Regions from separate parts of the Sus scrofa genome. Here region 2 is linked to region 1. Evidence: chromatin contacts called from public HiChIP or PLAC-seq data. All regions are on one chromosome and are shown on one strand. Each heading gives the region's core, a stretch centred on a gene start, on an enhancer-like site or on the middle of the called end of the contact. The rest is flanking DNA. Distances are from core to core; before and after follow the strand shown.

Region 1 (6,435 bases), core at 648-3,147:
ACCAAAGCATCATTGTAGCCCACATGCTTTAGTGGGAACAAGCTGATCTGTAGGATTTCATTCACCTTGTATGTAATCAGAAAGGGGCTGGGCGATGCTTAAAGAACGTCCATTTCCCAGAGCTCCTGTTGTGGCTCAGCAGAAACAAACCCAACTAGAATCCATGAGGACTCGCTCAGTTGGTTAAGGATCCAGCGTTGCCGTGAGCTGTGATGTAGGTCACAGACGAGGCTTGAATCTGGCATTGCTGTGGCTGTAGTGTAAGCGGGCGGCTGCAGCTCACCTTCCACCCCTAGCCTGGAAACTTCCATTATGTCAAAAAAAAGAGAGAGAGAGAACTTCTATTTTCCAGCACAAGCTGTAAACATGTGGCAGGTGCATCATAAATACTAGTTGAAATGTTCAGGTTTGTTTCCGTTTGCTATTTTATTATCTGAGGGATAAGAAAGGTACAGAAACATCTAATGATGAGCAAAGGAAATGTACAAATGATGAGTTAACTGAGAGCCGTGTTAGGATCCAGCACGAAATGCAGGAAGTGAGTTCTGCCTGGTTCACCTTCTGCCCATACTAGCACAAGCTCGTTTCTCTGTCCAGAGGAATGACTAGAACGCAAAGCTGTATCTCATGGCATCTTCTTTAGGTCAAGAACGGGTGGCAGGGAAGGAAACAGAGAAAATCAGAGAAGGACAAGGCTGGGAGAGTTAGGCTATGGGAGAATTACTGCATTAGACCACGTGGCTTCGTGGTCTCAGCTCCCTGCCTGACTAGTTGTGATGTTAGAGATAAGTCACTTAGCCTCTATTTTCTGCTCTGTAACATGGGTACCTGCCTCACAAGTTGTCGTTTTGTTTTGTTTTAGGTTTTTTTTTCAAAAGAATCATTTGAGTTAATGCCCTTAGCATAATTTCTGGCACATAATTAGTGCTCCATAAATTTTGGTTTTCACTCTTTAAGCTTTTCTAAAAGGATCCCAATTTCTCTTCTTTTTTCAATAAATATGATTTGCTAAATATATAACTGAAGGTAAAATGTCATAACGCTATAAGGACTTTTCTATAAATATAGTCACAAATCAGGGGGGAAGATATATTCTTCTTCTCCAGCCCTGATTTTGTTTCCGATTGGATGACGATGGGATGATGCCACACCCACACAAAGACCCATTTAGTCTGGTCTCTCTGAGTTGGACATACCCTCCTCCTCCTACTAGAAGGCTATCACACAAGCAACAGAAGACTCTGGGATAGTTCCTCCCTTAAAGACAACTATGCATAAATAAACTGGATTACTTTGCTGTAACAGCAGGCTACAAAAAAGTCCCAACAATCTGTACATTCTGAGTTTCCATACTCTCCGTCTCAGGCCTTGATTTGTTTGACAGGTCTTGGAGAGAGAGAGTGAAGGAGGCATTCACCTAGGGCAAAATCAGGTTGAAACAAAGATACTGTTTCGTGCTTTGTTGAAGCTGTGAAGTGTCAGACGTGCCACGACTCTCTGGGCATAACACTCTTGGCTGAAAATTTGACACACTCTCCCTTCTGGAATGTCTTTGCAGAAACTGTTCCTGCCTCTGCAAGATTAACTAACACCATCTGGGAGTCTCCTGGGCCCTCGCACTGAGCCTGCCGTTTGCATCTGCCTGTTTCTTTTCTCTGCCTCTTTTCAAAGGTGCAGGAATACAAGAGCTAACTACCCCCCAGCTAGTGGCCAAACGCTGTCAGTTCCCAAGCCTGGAAACCCTCGGCTTCCAACTCTGCATCTGAAGGCAAAAACAATCCTCTGAGGTTCGGCCCTCCCACTGCCTGTGATAGGCTGCTTGGAATAGCAACAGCCTGTGTCACCGAAAAGGGCAAAGCTTTCGGAAATAGAAACAAAGTTGGTCACAAATCACATTGGCTTTGCCCGAAGTTTTTTTTTTTTTTTTTTTTTTTTTTTTTTTTTTTTCCTTTCACCTTTCTTTAGCATGCGACCATGGGGAAAGTGACTGCTTCTGTCAGTGGGGGAAGTCGGGGTGGTTTGGTGCCGAGGGAACGGCTGTAACTTCTACGTGACCATGGTACCTGTTGAAAACGCAGAGGGCCCCAGTCTGCTGAAACCGAAGGGGCGAGCAGCCGAGACTGATGGCAGCGACAGAGCCAGCGGCGGCCGGCATCCTCCCTGGGCGAGAGGTAAAGCGAGGCAGCCAGGCGCGGGGAACCGCGAGAGGAGCCAGCTGGATGCGTGTCTCACTGTGTGTGTGTGTGTGTGTGTATGCGTGCGTGTGCGTGTGTGTGTACACGTGAGCTTGCTAGGTGCCTGCAGAAGAGGGGACAGGATCTGGTGGGAGGAATGACAAGGAGCTCTAACGTGAAGATTGAAGTCTCGCTACTCATCAGCCGGGTCTCATCCTCCGTTTTGACCACATGATGTATAAATCTTTTTCATTTGGGGAAATTGTTTGGCAAGAGAATTACACGTGCAAACGCACCCATGTACACATACACACACTTTTCCAGTTATTGTCCCAAACAGATAATCCATAACAACTGGGCTTTACAACCACCATTTTTAAAAAAACATTTTAAGGAGGCTTCATAAAATTATTAGTTACATAATCATCAAACACAACTTTCTTTTTAAGTTCCCAGCATCTGTTTGTAATGAATGTGAGCATTATTTACACCCTAAAATCTCTGCTTCCTTGTGCCTGCTTTCTTTAAAACTGGACTTTCGGATTGAGGTTTATGTCATACTCTTCCTTCCAGAGGTGAAATTTGGAAAAGTTTTAATTCATTTGTTCTCTTTGTTAAATCCACTGCCTTTCTTGGCTTCCACATTTACAATTTTCACAGACACCTGGCACACTTTTAGTCGCCTCTCCCTAGTCGGTTCGTTTGTAATCAAAGCAATAGAAACTCATCATAACACGAAATGAAATCAAACACAAATAAGGTCTCCTTCCCACTGCTTCCCTCCGCTCTGCTCCCTGTAATCAGTAATACTGTCCCAGGCCATATATTGGAATTTCATGAATGGTCCAAAACACTAAACGATACAAAAGGGATTTACCTTTCACCTTGGGAAGGATCTGTATATTTATGTTTGCATCGTGGGTTTGTCTGATCTTGGAATTGACTCCACGACCCCTGTCAGAGAGGCACGAGCTGCCCCCCCCCCCACTCAGCCTGCCTCCGCTTCCGACCTTCTAATCAAGAATCAATATCTAGGGTCACCTTTCTGTGGGCCCAGGCCTCTCTTCTTTGCCTTTCTCTCTAAGTGCGATCTTTGGTTCCTAAGTCTAAGAGCAGACAAAGGCAACTGGCACTGGAGGTAAAGAGAAAGAGCGGCCAAGTTCTTCTCTCTGAATTCCGACAAGATTGAGTTGTAGGGCGAGCTGAGATGGTGATATCAACAAATGGGTTAGGGAGTTCCTGTTGTGGCTCAGTGGGTTAAAAATCCAACTATATCCCTGAGGATGCAGCCTCGCTCAGAGGGTTAAGGATCTGGTGTTGCCATAAGCAGTGGCATAGTTTGCAGAGGCAGCTCAGATCTGGCGTCGCGGTGGCTGTGGTGTAGGCCAATGGATGCAGCTCCGAATCAACCCCTAGCTTGGGAACTTCCATATGCTGCAGGGGCAGCCTAAAAAGAAAAAAAAAGGGGGGTAACTATATAGTCAACGATAAATATCACAAAGAAGATGAAAGAAACTTTGTCCTGTAGAGGCCTCGACAATAACAATTACAAATGGACTATGCAGTCTTGATATGGCTTTGAAAGTACAATACTCTCAATAGGTTAAATTGCCCAAGTTCACAAAGATCCCAAAGGAAGGGAAGATGTATGTGTGCTTGTACAGTTTGAATATACACACGAAATTCAATTTAAAGTGCAACTGTTTATGTTGTTGGAAATAAATGAATAAATACCATAATTTTCTTTTACATGTCATTTTTATTTTTATGGCCGCACCTGTGGCATTTGGAAATTCCCAGGCCAGGGATCAAATGGGCACAGCAGCAGTGACTAGAGCCACTGCAGTGACAACACTGGATCCCTGACCCATGGTGTCACAAGAGAAATCCAAATTTTTAATTTTTTAATTAACTTTTATTATGTAGACGAGGTAACCTAAATCCTTTTCTTAAATCCTAAGTGAATACGGCTTTGATATAGGCTACATGTAGTATATATTTAAACAAATACAAATGTTTTCTTATTACGTTCATAAACTTTCCCAAATTGTCTTAAACATTCTTGACACCCAAACACAATTATACAGACAAATTATAATGAAAGCATAGTTCAGACTTGCTCTATTGTTTTGACGCGTTCCTTCACCTCTCCTCTTGGGATTTTGTTTTAGTCTCACTTACAAAGTTGCTGGAGGTTTAATGAAATATTCGACAAATATTCCTACCAAGTTTTTTATATTTTAAACTTCCATAGTTGCATCCAGGAAATTCCAAGTATGTAAAATATGCTCAACAATTATCCTACTACTCCTGCATTTGAAAGTAGCAAATTGTTCTAGATTCCTAGATGAAAAAACTTAAGTACAAAGAGGAATGAATTATACAACCCAGGAAAAGGTAATTATGTCCTTTGAGATACTGAAAAATGAGACAAAACAAAACCCCTAAGCCTGTAATTGCACCCCCTTGATGCTATTGTGTGTCATGAAAAGTGCTGGCCGTCCTCCTCAGCCAACCCTCTAAACGGAAGGAATGCTTTGTAAATCCAATGGCGAGGAGCTAATGAATTCAGATTTATTTTCAAGAAGTTATAACTCAAAGTGGATACATTTTTAGTCTACCTTTCAGTGTTCACAAACACATTATAACTGCCTTTACAGGGCAGGGTTGAGTTCAGAACTCCTGGTACCTAGAACCAACAACACAGAGAGGTGAGGTGAGAAACAGGGGCAGCTGGGGCACCTTCACACAAGGAGTCCAGAAGATGTGTTTGGCCCAGGCTCACGCAGTGGCGGATCAAAGCTGACTCTTGTGATCTCTGGCCAGGCGGCTCTTCCATCTCAGGAGCTGGGTTTCCCAGGGTCTTCTTCTTCTTCTCTTTTTTAAAAATCTTTTTAGGGCCACACCCTCGCCTATGGAAGTTCCCAGACTAGGGGTCGAATCGGAGCTTCAGCCGCCAGCCTATGCCACAGCCACAGCAATACCAGATTCGAGCCTCGCCTGCAGCCTACGCCACAGCTCATAGCAATGCCAGATCCCCGACCCACTGAGGGAGGCCAGGGATCAAACCCTCATCCTCTGGATACTAATCTGGTTTGTTAGCGCTGAGCCATGATAGAACTCCCTTCCAGGCTCTTCTAATTCATGGTTCAAACAACTGGCTAGGAGCAGGGCTTCCTTAAGCCCCTCATTACCCCACCAGAGCTGCTTTTTCCTCTCATGTCTCTTCAAGAGGTCAGACGCCAAGAACAACATTCATTGTATGAGTGCAGGTTCTCTGCACTGTAGATCCAGCTGCCAAATACACCAGCACACAGATCACTGGAAATGGACTCACTGACCCAGCTGAAAGGGCTGCACTATATCCCCTCTAAGACCCTGCTAAACCCAAAATGCCACAGTCTGGCAATTAAGAAATTCACATCTGACAAGTTCTCAATGTGGCTCAGTGGATTAAGAATCTGACTAATATCCGTGAGGATGCAGTTCAATCCCTGGCCTCACTCACCGGCTTAAGGATCTAGCATTGCCTCAAGCTGCGTCATAGGTTGCAGAGGCAGCTCTGATCTGATGTGGCTGTGGCTGTGGCTGTGGCGTAGGCCCGCAGTGGCAGCTCCGATTCAACCCCTAGCCTGGAAACGTCCATATGCCACAGGAGTGGCCAAAAAAAAAAAAAAAAGAAAAAAAGAAAAAAGAAATGCATACTTAGGCCATCAGGAGAATACCCTAAGGCAGTTCTTCTCAAATGCATTGAAAGATGTGAACTCCTTTTTGTGAGTGGAAGCTGAGTAGGTGCTTGCTAGGCTTGCTGAAGGAGGAACTCGAGGCCAAATCGGTATAGCAAGAAATTTGCTGAGGCATCTGAGAGAGATGGGCTGAGCTCAAGATAGCCTCAGCCCCGACTTGGAGAAGTTAGTTTTATATAGGGTCCAAGGAGGGAACTTGTGGCGAGGACAATGACAGGAAGGTTATACAATTTGGGGGAGGGGGTCGAGTCCCACACCTCGTGATTGTGATGGGGGTAGTTATGGGGGAAGGGCAAAATTACACCACGTGGGAAGGTTGTTGGGGTTGGCGTCTCATGACCAGGTTGTGCCGAAACAGGAATTGACGTACAGAGGGCAGTTAATCTTTACAGGTGGTTAATCTTTGCAGGCAGTTGTTTCCCGTAGGACATTGTTTCTTGCTGTCCAACTCGAAGGGCCACATTCCAAGGGAGAGGGGCTTCTTCCATTCTCCTGGGAACCTGTCAGTGGTCAGT
Region 2 (6,709 bases), core at 3,772-6,271, 100 kb after region 1:
TGTTCACCTTTAATGCACTACCTCAGACCAGTATTTTTTCAACTAACTGCAGAGTATTGTTTTAAGTGCTTGACCCTTCTCAGAGCAACCTTAGGAGGTGGTGCAAATATTAACCCTATTTTGCAGCTGAGGAAACTGGGGAATAAAGGCAAAGAAAAAACCCGCTCAAGGCCGTATCCCCAAGAAGCAGAACAGTCACCATGCTGAACAAAGGCAGCCTGTATCCAGAACCCACCCTCTTAAGCGCTATACTAATTCTAATCCCAAGAAAGCATACCTGATTTAGATCAAAATTGTTCTGACAGTGAAAGTACTTCTAATTCATCAGGAGGAGGAAGGTTAATGCCTGATTCTTTGGAACCATTTATTTATTTTTTTTTTCTGGTCACACCTGCAGCATATGGAAGTTCTCAGGTCAGGGGTTGAATCCAAGCTGCAGCTGTGGCCTATGCTGCAGCTTGTGGCAATGCCTCCTTAACCCACTGAGTGAGGCCAGGGATCAAACCTGCATCCTCAAGGAGCCACAATGAGAACTGCCTTTTGGAACCACTTACTTAATAACAACAAATTCTGACTTCTTTTAAAATGTTGTGAGGAGTTCCTGATGTGCACAGTGGGTTAAGAATTTGATTGCAGTGGCTCAGGTCAATGAGGCTCAAGTTCGATCTCCACCCAGGGCAGCGTTGCTGCAGCTGCAGCGTGGCAGTTGAGGCTCGGAGTGAGTTAAAAGACAAAAATTTATCATGGGCCAATGTCTACGGACAGAAGTCTATGCTGGTAAACACAATTACAGTACTGAGTCATCCACACATGTCCTAAGAAAATTGTCATGAACATGCAATCTGATTTTCAGTATTCTTTTTTCTTGATAGATGAATACTGCATGGTGAAAGTTGCCGGCCAAAGTTTTGTGCTGCATGTTTTTTTGGTGAAATTTTAAAGAGTTTCATTATGGACTCACACATGAAGGCTGATTTGAACTGTTCCAGAATAACATTTAACAGGATCCCCAGCAACATGCTTCCCTGGACAAAATAAGCCATTTCAACCTTTTAATCACAGGATAAGACCACATGAGGGCAATTTTTGATATGACCTGACTCCGTTCCACTAATGACATTCTTCTAGAATCTTGCTTTTCCACAACTATACAAACATACACACTCCAATTCTCTCCTAAATAAAAGGTTGATTGTGCCACACAATACAGAAATCAAATCTGTCTATGTGGCTTGGAAAGACCTCAAAAACATATACACTCTTTTACTCTTTTGAATTATACAAAGTTGTAATCACGTGGCAAGAACAAATACTGTATCAACTCAAAGCAGTAAATCATTGTTTTTATTATTTGAATTAATTTTTTTAAAGCCCTAATCATGCTTGAGAAATTTTGCTTAGAATTTGCAGCCAGTATAAAAAGTTAATTTTAGGCATCAGTGATTAGATTCTTAATTATATCAGATGCCTAAAGATTCCTCTCATCCACTAGATAAGTCCCTGAAGTGAAAGAAATTATGTATGTACATATATCCTTTCAGTAACATGTTAATCTTCAAAATACACACACACACAACACATGAACATAGGATACGATGGCAACTTACAGCTCTGATCCCCAAGAAACTTTTAATTTAACAGGCATGATGAAATCCACTCACCAACACCTATAGCACCAAGCAGTATGTAATAAAGGATTTAAAATTCAAATTTGTGTTTGTCATGTCTTGGTATCCATGTATGTCATTTCTCTGCTATCTACAAGTGCACAAAAAGCACCTGAAGAGAAACACCTTTCATCCAGCTTTGGGTACCTGCTGTGGCATCAGACATGTTAAAGGTGCAACAACATGGGTGTAAATTTCAGGAAATCTTTATTTATTAATTCAAATGCCACAATACAGCTAAATTCTTAAAGCACTACAGGTTTTCAGCCAGTCTGGAACCATTCCACTATCAACTGTAAAGTCGATTTAAACTTCATTTTTCAAGCAATAATAATTGATCACATGGTCTGTGATATGATGCAACAGAAGGAAATCAATCACCAGGTAATTATAGGCCTTCATCACATAAAAACAGCACTGACACCCACTCAGCTAGATTATACAATAGGTGCTGATTTTTAAATAATGTGCCACATCCATGATAAGGAAGAACACTCCAAAAATATTCAGCTGTAGATTTCATATGTACTGTCCCCCCTAATTTGGCAAAATGTAACTTCAGCCAAATAGTCAGATGCAAAATGATAAGAAAAGATGGATGTTATGAAAAGGTTTTTAGAATACAAAGTATGAAAATCTAAGGTTCAATTAAAAACACAAAGTAGGCTCTACAGTACTCTTACTCTAAAAAACTCACTGCATCTCCAAATACAGTGTTACCACTTAGACTTCTGAAACACCTTGTATTTCTAAAAGTTCAAATATTTGTATAGGTTTTATTTCAATACAGACTTGATTCTTGGCATAAAGCTCTTACCTGTTGTACTGTTTAACCAACAGTTATTCAGAATGAATACAGAACATCTGACATGACCACTCCATTCTCCAAATAAAGGGAAAAAAAAAAAACGCAGAAGACAGAGAAATAAAATGCAACAGACAAAGTAACATTAATGAAAACAATATGCAGGCCAAGGACATTATGTTGAAAACTCCCTAAGAAACAGAAATAATACAAATAGCATAAAAAAGTCATTTTTGATTGGGATGTGGTTAAGGAGAGGAATTAAGACTACACAAAATGTTGGGAGTGTTGGAGCAGAGATCAGGGAAAGAAGTGATCCGATGGTTAATAAAGGTGAAAGGGCGAAACACAGAAGGGGTAAGGGAAGAGGAAACCGCAAATCAGATCTAGGTGAAGTGAGTGTGATGGCAGCCCTAAGAGGTAAGGAACTCACTAAGTCTCATATTCACTATGAAAATCCTGGGATTCAACAGCCTCAAGTGTGGTCGTTTCCAGCACCACCTTCACAGAGGTACAGCTACATGAAGAGATTAAGCAAAAGTCCTTGACTCATTAACCTAAAGATGACACCATTAGGTTTTTCTTTTAAGAGCTCAAAATGAAATTCTAAGTTTCCCAATGCTTATACTTCCACTCTTTGTTAAAGGAACTGCCCACACTCTTTTGCACATATGTGACATTCCTTTAACAAGAGATGCTCAACCTCAATTCTGTGAAAATGCCCGAGTCAAAACTCTGTTCTGGCATCAACCAATCAAGAGCACAAAGCAACACATCATTTCTGTTTCTGAGACTGATTTTGAGGGCAGAGCACAAAAAGTGGGGGCTGGGGAAATGAAAGCTTTTTGTTTAAGACAAACCAGGCTTAGGGGAAAAGGTAAGGGACAAGCGGAAACTATGGTTGACATAACCCCCGTGATTTATCAATTTTATGTTCATCTTTAATCTTCAACTTTATATACACTTTATATAGAAAGCTTTGTTCCCACTGGATACAAAAATGGCATTACTGTAGTATGTATAAATGGCCACTTCATTATGCCACAGGAAAACCTCATTTACTGACCTAGAATGGTTTTGGAAAGCATAAAAACCATTAAGTAGTTAGAGATGCAAGGCTGAAAGAGATAGCATAAACTGGTGAGTATTTAACCAGACATATCAACTGTGAATAATTCTTTAAATCACATACTGATAAAAGTCCTTTCTGTATTTGAATGAACTACCATATTCTCAAACTTGCAAAGAGACTGCAGATTATGCTAGAATAGCTGAACCTTCTCATATTTCTCTTTTTCAATTTCCCCAGGGAATCTGTCATTGTTTCTTCACACAAAAAATCACACCAAGCTTGTTTCCTTTTCTTTCCTTGAGCCAATTTTAAAGCACTGTTCTTAACCCTATATACACAAGCCCACGCTGGTTAACTGCCAGTGTTGCTTTGGAACTGCAGGTGACAGATGCAGTCAGAGAGCTCACAGATGTGGATTGGCTGCAGCCTGAATCCTATTGCAACGAGAACACTGGCAGCGCCCGCAGATGCACATCGCGGCAGAAGGAGTTTAAAAACCATCATTCCCAATTAAATTTACTTTAGGGCTCTTACTGGCAATCATTATGCGCTAAATCCCGACTCTCAACCCTGCTTAGCCCTACCTACTCTTCATTTTACCTTGCTCAGTTCCGGATCCTTCTTCATCAAGCCTAATTTTGGTTAATACTACCACTAATAATAACAATAATAATAAAATTAAACGGGGCTGTTGCATTGCCAAAACCAGGAACCGACAAAGATGTAATTTGGGAGCCTTCCCGCCGCGGGAGAGGCCGCTGGAAGTTTTCTGGGAAGCAACGGACCCCTAGCATCTTTGCCCGATTTCTGTGCTCCTGGGTGAGGGCTCCACAGATGGGGAATCTCCCTTCTCCTATCTTTCCCAGTGGTGGCTTAAGAGGAAAAACAAAACCCCTCTTTTCTTATCCTCTACTCCGCTGGATAACGCTCCTAGGCAGTGACGCCCCACCCCCACCCCGTTATCCCTGATGAGATCCCCAAATATCACCCTGTCTTCCTAAGTACTGGAGCCTCCCTCGTACCCCAGACTGATTTCCCGCATCTGAGCTCCTCTCCTCCAGGCATCCGCCCCCGCACACCCCACCCGCAGCACTGCCTCCGGTTCCGCACACACCCGCCCCGCAACCGGCACTCAGGCCGCCCGGTCGCCCGCGCTCCCCCCGCCCAGAGTCGCCGACTGGGTTACCGTGGGAAGAGCGGGCGGCGGCAGAGGACGCGGCGGCAGCGCTGCTGCCGGTTTCGGCGGACGCGAAGGATAAGCTGGAGGACAAGGATGATGATGAGGCGGGCGCGCTCCCCAGTCTCCATGGAACTCCCGCCCCGGCCCGTTGCTAGGAGCCCCCAAGGCTCGGGCTCCGTCTTTCTCGCTTTGTTGTTCCGGGTACGGGGCGGCCGCCGCTTCCCCGCGACAATAAATAGACTAGACGCGGGGGAGCATAGAGACACCGCGCGGAGGCTAGAGCGCCGCCGGACAGGGCGCCCCTAGATGCCTCGCTAGCCGCTCACTTCCGGCTTTCACTGCTCCCAGCACTTTCCCCCCCGCCCCTTCCCCCACTTTCCCTTCCTCCTTCCTGGTGCCCAGATCTGACTCCGCCTGCCTACGAGCTTGGCGAAGTAGGGTAATGAGGGGGAAGGTGTGATTAGGCTAGACTTTTTCTTTTTTTGCTTGAGAACTGCTTAAAAGATTTCCGAAGAACTATGTATCCCTTGTACATTTTTAGCTGGTAGGTAAACATGAGTACGTGATTTCTGGCGTACAGTGTAATATGAACGATTTTTTTTTTTTTGGCCAAAACCTTAGAACTTTCTCGTTAGCTCATTCAATTTCTAGAAAAGGTCCACCGTTCAACATTGTTAGCGAAGCTAGACCTTAGCAACTAAATCTGTCTTATTATTTCTAGCAAAGATACTGTCTTATCTGAAAAGGGTCCTACTTAGCTTTTTCAGTTAAACGCGTTTCCGGCACCGCGATCACGCTCTCATTACGGAATTATAATCTTAGCGTTGGGATGTGAAAGGGTGGATATACGGATGGACTGATAGAATGGATGGATATAGATAGATAGATAACGCAGGGAGTTTAGGTCACACTTCTGTCGCCTGTCCCTATGATATTCCTTACTCGGGCTTTGCAGTCAAGACTCTGCCTTGGGAGCGGGGAGGCACTTCAGAGGCTTTTACCCGTAGCCGGATCCAAGAAGGATGGGAGGTGGCAGAGGGCAGCTGCAGGCTGGGACTGAGATGCTGCGCAGGAGTCGCGGCGGCTCGGCTCACGAGGAAGCTGGCCGCCTGGGAGTGAGACCCTTCTCGGCTCTGCGCCGAAGTAGCCTTGGAATGATCCGGGCGAACCCCGAGGGGCGTGCAGTCGCTAGTTTGAACCGCCAAGCTGGGGCCCTCGGGGCCCTTCGGGGGGTGACTTGAAAGGCACTGCCTGCGGGAGCGAGACCGAAGTAACGGCCCCCGGAGCTCCAGGCAGCTTGGAACCCCGAGCCCCCGCAGCTGCCTTCCTAGGCCGGCGCAGGCCTATGCTCCATAGCTGGCCTGCAGTCAGAAGAAGCCTCTGGCCCTAGATGAGACTAATGGGCAGTTCTGATTTTATAAAAGGCCGTGAAGCGGGCTCAGGTGTACCTGGTCTCTGTTTGGTGTGAATCTGAATTGAGCGTGAAAAATGGTAACACCACAGCCCTTTTGAAAGAGAAGACCTGGGTCGATTTCTGGGGGATTTGGGAGTAGACAACAATTTGTTATTTCACTTAACCAAAAGATCTACCTAAGGTCTACTTATATGATCTTCAAGGATAACTTTAGCTCTTTTGCTTCCCACTCAGTGTTCAGTAAATATCTGAGCTTTTAAAAGCACTGTAGAGTTACGGAATTTCCATTTTCTTTCAATTTCTGTACTAATTAATATTAAATTATTGTAGCCTTTATTAGGTGTAATGAAGAAAATGAACAAGAGACTGGGTTAGAAAGTAATGTCAGTGTGGTAGGGGCCGATCACTTTCAGGAGTAACATTTCACGTGTTAGCTGAGAGGGATGGGAGTAGAAGGGATGCACATAGTGTTCCAAGCAGAGGGAACAGGCTAGGCTGAGTTTGCTGTGCTGGAATACAAGCGTGAATGGGGCATCACTATCAGAACAAGGGCAAGAGGACGTGAGATGAG

Evidence for each region. HiChIP or PLAC-seq counts read pairs in DNA pulled down with a chosen protein or histone mark.
Region 2: an H3K27ac HiChIP or PLAC-seq map of alveolar macrophages shows a contact between it and region 1. The contact joins the promoter of TBPL1 here to the promoter of SLC2A12 in region 1. A contact is called at or near these places in 14 of 47 Hi-C or Micro-C datasets (adipocytes, embryonic fibroblasts, fetal heart ventricle and 8 more) and 2 of 2 datasets of contacts at active chromatin or transcription factors (alveolar macrophages and skeletal muscle).

Annotation. Positions count from the first base shown.
Region 1 is chr1:29,834,104-29,840,538 of Sscrofa11.1, forward strand. It overlaps SLC2A12 (solute carrier family 2, facilitated glucose transporter member 12), which reads left to right and starts at 1,898. Exons shown (of 5, transcript XM_003121191.6): 1 at 1,898-2,171. The coding sequence starts at 2,057.
Region 2 is chr1:29,931,752-29,938,460 of Sscrofa11.1, forward strand. TBPL1 (TATA box-binding protein-like protein 1) reads right to left here and starts at 5,022. Exons shown (of 7, transcript XM_003121192.5): 1 at 4,731-5,022.